2 separate regions of the Bombyx mori genome follow, and region 2 is linked to region 1. Evidence: chromatin contacts called from public Hi-C data. All regions are on one chromosome and are shown on one strand. Each heading gives the region's core, a stretch centred on a gene start, on an enhancer-like site or on the middle of the called end of the contact. The rest is flanking DNA. Distances are from core to core; before and after follow the strand shown.

What was found. A called contact is a pair of places that touch in the nucleus more often than the background predicts.
Region 2: a Hi-C map of midgut shows a contact between it and region 1, with 3 times the contacts expected there. The contact joins the enhancer-like site here to the promoter of LOC101743348 in region 1. A contact is called at or near these places in 3 of 7 Hi-C or Micro-C datasets (midgut and whole pupa).

What each region holds. Positions count from the first base shown.
Region 1 is chr14:11,982,197-11,985,539 of ASM3026992v2, forward strand. LOC101743348 (protein Fe65 homolog) reads right to left here and starts at 1,829. Exons shown (of 13, transcript XM_012688399.4): 1 at 1,587-1,829.
Region 2 is chr14:12,021,499-12,024,841 of ASM3026992v2, forward strand. It overlaps LOC101738072, which reads right to left. Exons shown (of 12, transcript XM_038015381.2): 7 at 1,854-1,970. Among protein-coding and RNA genes, the nearest start is that of LOC134200127, 21 kb to the left of the region's middle. Within about 2 kb of position 1,608, at least 4 of the 8 cell types and tissues checked have open chromatin away from gene starts, as enhancers often do.

The DNA.
Region 1 (3,343 bases), core at 579-3,078:
GCGATGGAGGCACGCGGGCGGCGGGAGGGGGTGACGAAGCTCACGTAGCTTTTCGTAAGCACAAGCACCACATAATACAAGTGCCGCCATCTAGGCAGCTAGCGGTAAAGCGTGATCGATCGGGTAGAACCACGCTTTGGATAGTCGCGGTAATTAGTAACTAACAAACTCCAAAGGTGGCGCCATCCCAATAATTCATTAGCATCCCATTACTAATCCGCGCGTAACCGCGTAAGTTAACCTGTTATTTATCTAAGATGTCGTTCCGAAGAGTTTTGTGACTGCCGATGGAATACAAAGTCAATAATTCGTTTTTCTGATTTACCAATCATTGTCCAAAAGTCAGATTGCCGCCTTTGATAATAGTCGACTCAATTGGACTCAATTAATGATAACAAAATCCAATTTATGCAGTCTCACAGAACGCCATTAATATAGTAATATTCTGAGTTGTTGTATGGAAATAATATGTAATTAAATTAATATACAAGCCATGAATTCATTCAATGTAGTCCCTGCTTTTTTTTGCAAAGTGAACTTCTTCCGCGGAAGCTCAGTGAGGGAATATGACGTGGTGATGGATATTTCATACCAGTGGACCTGGCGAATTTTGTTCCGCCACACGGTTTGTTTCAAACACATCAACCGATCAACTTCAAAATTCTACTATAATTAACCATAGAATATATTACGTGTAGCTGTCAGTTGCGTTTTGTTATTCCATATCAGTTGCGTTTTGTTATACCATGTTTTATGTCACGTCCCATGGGAACATGATAAAAAGTATCCTATGTCCTTCTCCTGGTTCTAAGCTACCTCCTCACCCATTTTCAGCCAAATCAGTTCAGCCGTTCTTGAGTTATAAATAGTGTAACTAACACGATTTTCTTTTTTAGAATATATAGATTATATAACACGATGGTGCGAATGTTATTGTTAAGAACTCGAATTAATTTCTTGTAGTTATTGTTGGCATAATTCAAGCTTCTGCTATTCGTTGACAGATGTCGCTACGACACTAGTACCAAAACAAACAATCTTTGCGGAATTCTCTAATTAAATATATACTCACTTTTTCACTCATATTTTTATCCTCAAGGGTAACTAGAGAACTGAAGTTTTCTATTATTTTGTATGACTTATAAATGAAAATCTTCTTTAATCAAATTTGTGATTTGAAAATTGTAAAAATTGTAATTGTAACAAAACGGTTCAAATCGCTTTGCGCCACTAAAGTAGGTAGCCTTCTGAAGCAAATATCAATCGATTAATTCTCGAAAATGTTGACCTATATTGATTCGAAAACAACATTCCATTAATTTGAATGATAAAATATAGATATCGATTAGGTTTACTATTCAAACAGTACATTGTACAGTTTCATATTTCATTTCTGAAGAAAACTCAATTACGATACTAATTAGTTTAGGAGTAGTGTCTTGCGAATACTAAGCTTGTTCTTAATTAAAAATCTATAAATTTGGTTCACGAGAAACAACTATAATCGACCAAATTAAGCTGATATGTATATGAGCTGATGATATTTAGTTTGAATTACTTTATTAAACAAGCTAATTATCACTCACCGTATAACTATAGAAATTCTTCAAGATCAGAGGACGTACGAATAAAAAAATATTACGTAATTACGAACGCACGCGCGGAGATCCTTCGTTTTTTTTTTTGTAAAATTTACAATCAACAAACACTTCACTGTGGGAAAACGTGTTTCTAAGTTTATCAATCGTCCAATATATGTTTTGAGTTCAATTTTCGTAGAGATATTTCGTAAGGAATGTCAGTAAAATGGAGTCTTCGCTTGGAGGGGTTAGTTAGAGGGGTTGCAGAGGGCGCATGCGTTAAGAACCCTCACCCACCCCTTGACGTTCCGATGCGTTCAGATTATCTGCCCTCTGTTTATGGTATAGATTTTTAGATGCCAAACAAAGATATTGTAATTGTTTATAAAATTATCAATTTTGGTGAAAACAGGAACCCATGAAAGTTGATGAATCGCCATCTGGTATTTATTATGAAGAATATTAACTGTTGTTGTGAAGAAAAAACCTGTAGCTAAATAATAAGTTCATAAAAATAATATTTTTTAAATAAAATACGAGAGGAATATTCACATTCTGTAAGAATTTCAAAGCGTCTGTGGCACAATAAGTTTGGTTTACTGGTCATGCAAATATACGTGCCGTGATTGCGCTCTGGGGAGTAGAATATAACTGGTCATCCAATCCCCTTTCTGCAGGATAGCCGTCGGGGCACCGTGGTATGCGAGAAATGTAGATCTTCACGACGACCTAAATCTAGTACCGACATTTAGGTATCTTAAGGAAGTGTCAGAACGTTACTTCGATATAGCGGAGCGACACGAAAACCCTCTTATCGTGACCGCCGTTAATTACTTATCCGACCTCGACGGCCAACGCAAAGCCACCGCCGTAGCCCGAAAAATGTCTTGTCGTATCTCCCAGATTCACTCTCGGTGCTTTTAGGATCCTCAAGCGCCGGTGACCGTCCGACGTTCGCCGAGCGAACTAACCCACACAGCCCACTAACTTTCTCGCCGGATCTTCTCAGTGGGTCGCGATTCCGATCCGGTGGTAGATTCTGCGAAGCACTGCTCTTGCTAGGGCCAGTGCTAGCAAATTCTCTCTGGTTGAGCCCGTGAGCTCACCTACCCGTCCTGGCGTAGATGGAATAGCCTCTTAGGCTACTAACGAAAAGGTAGGGGAAACAAAAATAAAAAATTCCAATATTATGCTCTTAGTGTCAGTGGTTGAAAAATTCAATTCTTATGGAATTGAGAAATGTTTTTTATAAATATTTATTTTATAAATTTATTTACTTGCAAATCAAATCACACGATCTTTTTAAAATGATAATAGTAATTTAATTTTAAATTATAATTTATATAAACGCCATCTGCCTTCATTTTAGAATACTATTTGTCAAAAGATTGCCTCCGTTTTTTGCATTACAATCGTGGCTCTTAATATTAATTGTATTATTTAAGATTGTCGCTAGGGGAGTTAATTACACTTTGCTTATAAATGCTGCTTATTTTTCGAATGATGTCTTCGATAGCATTTTAACAAGCATTGAATGAAACACAGAGTCGCTCCCAAAGATCGTTGGTTCCAGTTTCAAGTGTATTCAAATATTATGTGTTTTTATCTATTGCAATCTGTCGTTTGCATGGAGTTAATAAGTACCTACTATAGACTTCAATGGTACCTACCACTAACTCTATGGTCGTTTGGCATTTGGCGGGAATTATGTGTCATTGCGTTTTTTTATGCGTCCATTGACCAGGCACAGGGAAAATAGCCCG
Region 2 (3,343 bases), core at 358-2,857, 39 kb after region 1:
AAATCGGATAACGTTGTCACATACAACGCATGCTTCTTAATTTGTTTCTAACGAGATAATTACGAAATATTTTACACGTCACAGTAAATCTGAGTGGAAATCGAATAGAATTGTCACGGTCTGTTTGTATTTTATTTACGAACTAGTGATCCCGCAGTAGTCGAAATTCGACTATAATTAATTGGAATTGTAAGTTTGTACATTATTATGATTGTATTTGATACTTCTATAATCACAAATTTCGCCAAGATACACTATAAAAAATATTAACAAAATCAAACAATATTTAACCTATTCTCAATTTGACAGCAGACGTCAAGAACAAAAGTTTGACAATAAATAGTATGCATGCGTGTGTGCGTCAAATACATGATGTGTAGTGTGTGTAATGTTTTCTTTATTGATTTAATGTATCTTTTATGCATTATTTTAAAAAAATATTAGCATTGTGCACTTCTTCTCTATATTCTCTATAAGTCCGCGCAATTTTCGTAAAAAAGGATACAAAATTTTTGCTTCACGTATTAATATTAATATGTTTGAAATATCAATACGACTGGTGCGTATTATCAGATTATGAATATGAACATTATCCGTTTGAACATAATATTTTTGTCACATTAACTGTCTGTTGTTACAGTTTTCTTTACATATTTGAAGGCAAATTCCTATTGGAAGTACGTAAAACCGTAATTTTAACCATCTCTCGTGTAAGTTTTTAGCGTTTTTAGCGGAGAAGGATACACAAGTCTTTAGAATCTCAAACTCCGGTTTTTTTCGCTTGATCCATTGTCAATGCTATCCTAAACGGTAAGCCATGTTTAGGTAGGTTTATAATCGTATTAAGAATTAGCTTGTTTGGATAATGCGTCCTTCAAGCATCGCCGGATTTGTGAAGGGCTTGCGAAAGATATTCTTAGATTAATAATATCGCACGTGTAGAATCGAAATGACTTAACTAAATTGTTTTTTGAAAATGAGTCTTATAGATACTTGGAACGATTTGCAAACATGTCTTCTATCAGTCTATAAAATTAAACAATCTCTTTTAGTCCGCAAAAAGACATACGTATTATTTCAGTCTCTTTTAAATCAAGTGCATCAGTATTAATATAAAACAAAAATTACAATCCCTCAGTTACGTTTTTGGAGTTTACAAAGAAACAAGAATTTTGCATTAGCCACTTCAATTTTAAAGGTGCGATATACCATCATCTTTATTTTATTTCTATCGTAATCGTAGCTTGTTTTGATTAGTCAAGTTACACTTGGTGGGTACTTATTATTGTAACTGCTGTTGTTAGCAGTTAAAGAATGCTAAACAATTAATTTCGAATAATATTTCGAAGATTTTTTTTGAATATTCAACATTTAAGTAATAATTAGCGACATCTGTCGTAGCTAGGTGAACTGTAAAACCTAATGAAAGTGAATGCATAATAGGTGGCGTTGTACAATCTTTAAAAAGTCGTAGATTTGTCAACTCAGTATCTACAGACTCCTACATATTTTATATCGTTTGCTAATCCAATGCATGAAATAAAAAAAAAATGAAACGAAGGATTCCTATTTTTAAATTCGATAAGTTGACAATAGATGGCGCTACTGCAATCAAAAGCCTATTCATTTTTCATTTCTATTATGTACGTGTAAGTTCTATCTCAGAGCACTCTAGTCGGGTGAATTTTTATTCGTAATTTTAATTTTAATTTTATATGTATATAGATAAGATAAGTAATTTAAACTTCTTACACGCTAAAAGTTATTAACTAATATAAGTTATTTCTACCTAGGAGTTCAGTATAGTGAAAGTAAAGTCACTCTAATAGCTGAGAAACAAACGTGGATCTTACCTTATCAACTTTATCAGTCGGGGGTGAGGCTGGTGGGCTCTGGGGTAGGCCGAGGTCCTCTTCATCATCACTGCCATCACCGCGTCCTCGTCGCCTTACTGCCGCCACTAGCTCCGCCTGCCGAAAAACATTCGCTTAGAATCGAGATAATTAATCATACTTTATCAGAAACACATTTATTACTCTAAAAATTATATCTGTATGTAACTTATATTGCATAGAACCGCGAATCAGCTCTCGATCCATGGCATTTAGTGATTATCGGAACCTATCGACACAGTCTGAATTTTAACACAGTTAAAGCAGTGTGTTTCACACACGTGTTTCAGCACAGCTTCCATAGCGGTAAACGTTGCAACTCCATACAAATTTGAGTCAACTTTTACGCTATCGAGAACCGGTGCATCGCTCAACACGAATGCACCGGACGTCTTATCCGTTAGGCCACGACGACTTGCGGTAGACCTCATAGTAATATAAGTTTAATTAGGTGTACCGGAGGGACGCCGCCCCGTAGGGAGACCCCAGTACCGCTGGTCTGACGCTGTGCAAGCAATTTTACGCGCGCTCCAAGTGTCGGACTGGCCGCCAGCGCAGTAGTAGTAGTAGACCTTATTGGGCGTTATACCATACCACAAAAATATAGCATCTGATATTACAATTCGATTGAGACTTCTCACTAATGTCTCAAGGTGGATAGACAATTAAAAAGTGAAATAATCTGGCCGTAATAAAGAAGGGTACATGTAATTAATCTAACCTAAAAGCAACCAATTCAAGTCAAAACATTACGGTCCACTATCATTATTTCAAAACATTTTAAGTGTACCAATTGCACACTACTCATCGCAGCGGACGCGACGACTGATAACACGCGCCGTTTCCTCTCGCATTAAAATCGAAGTTCATTTAAGAAGAAAAACTACCGCCGGTAGTTAGTATGGCAGTGTTGCTTATTATTTTATTCAGTCTAGTCGCATCGCTTGATACACACGTCATTTCGGATCCTCCCGATCCACTAACGGTGCTTTTAGGTACCTCAAGCACCGGTAATCGTTCTCGTCGAACCCGTCGCTTGCGAAGAAGGGCTCGACGAGTAAATTAACCCTCAGACACAGCCCACTGAGTTTCTCGCCGGATCTTCTCAGTGGGTCGCGTTTCCGATCCGGTGGTAGATTCTGCGAAGCACGGCTCTTGCTAGGGTTCGTGTTAGCAACGTCATCAGGTTTGAGCCCCGTGAGCTCACCTACTAGTTATAGAATAAAAAAAAAGCTTGATACAACTGAATCGAATGTACCGGGCGCCTTATCCTTTCGGCAATGATGAGTTCAAATGATGATGACTGATTAACCACGATTACTATTTTCCCATAACATTTTGCACCAGTTCAACCAAGTATTTTTAGGAGACCCCCTTATCAACCTGAAGTCGAGAGCGTCTTTGCCATACATTCTACAAAACAGCACGATAATTAAAACAAAAGATAGCAA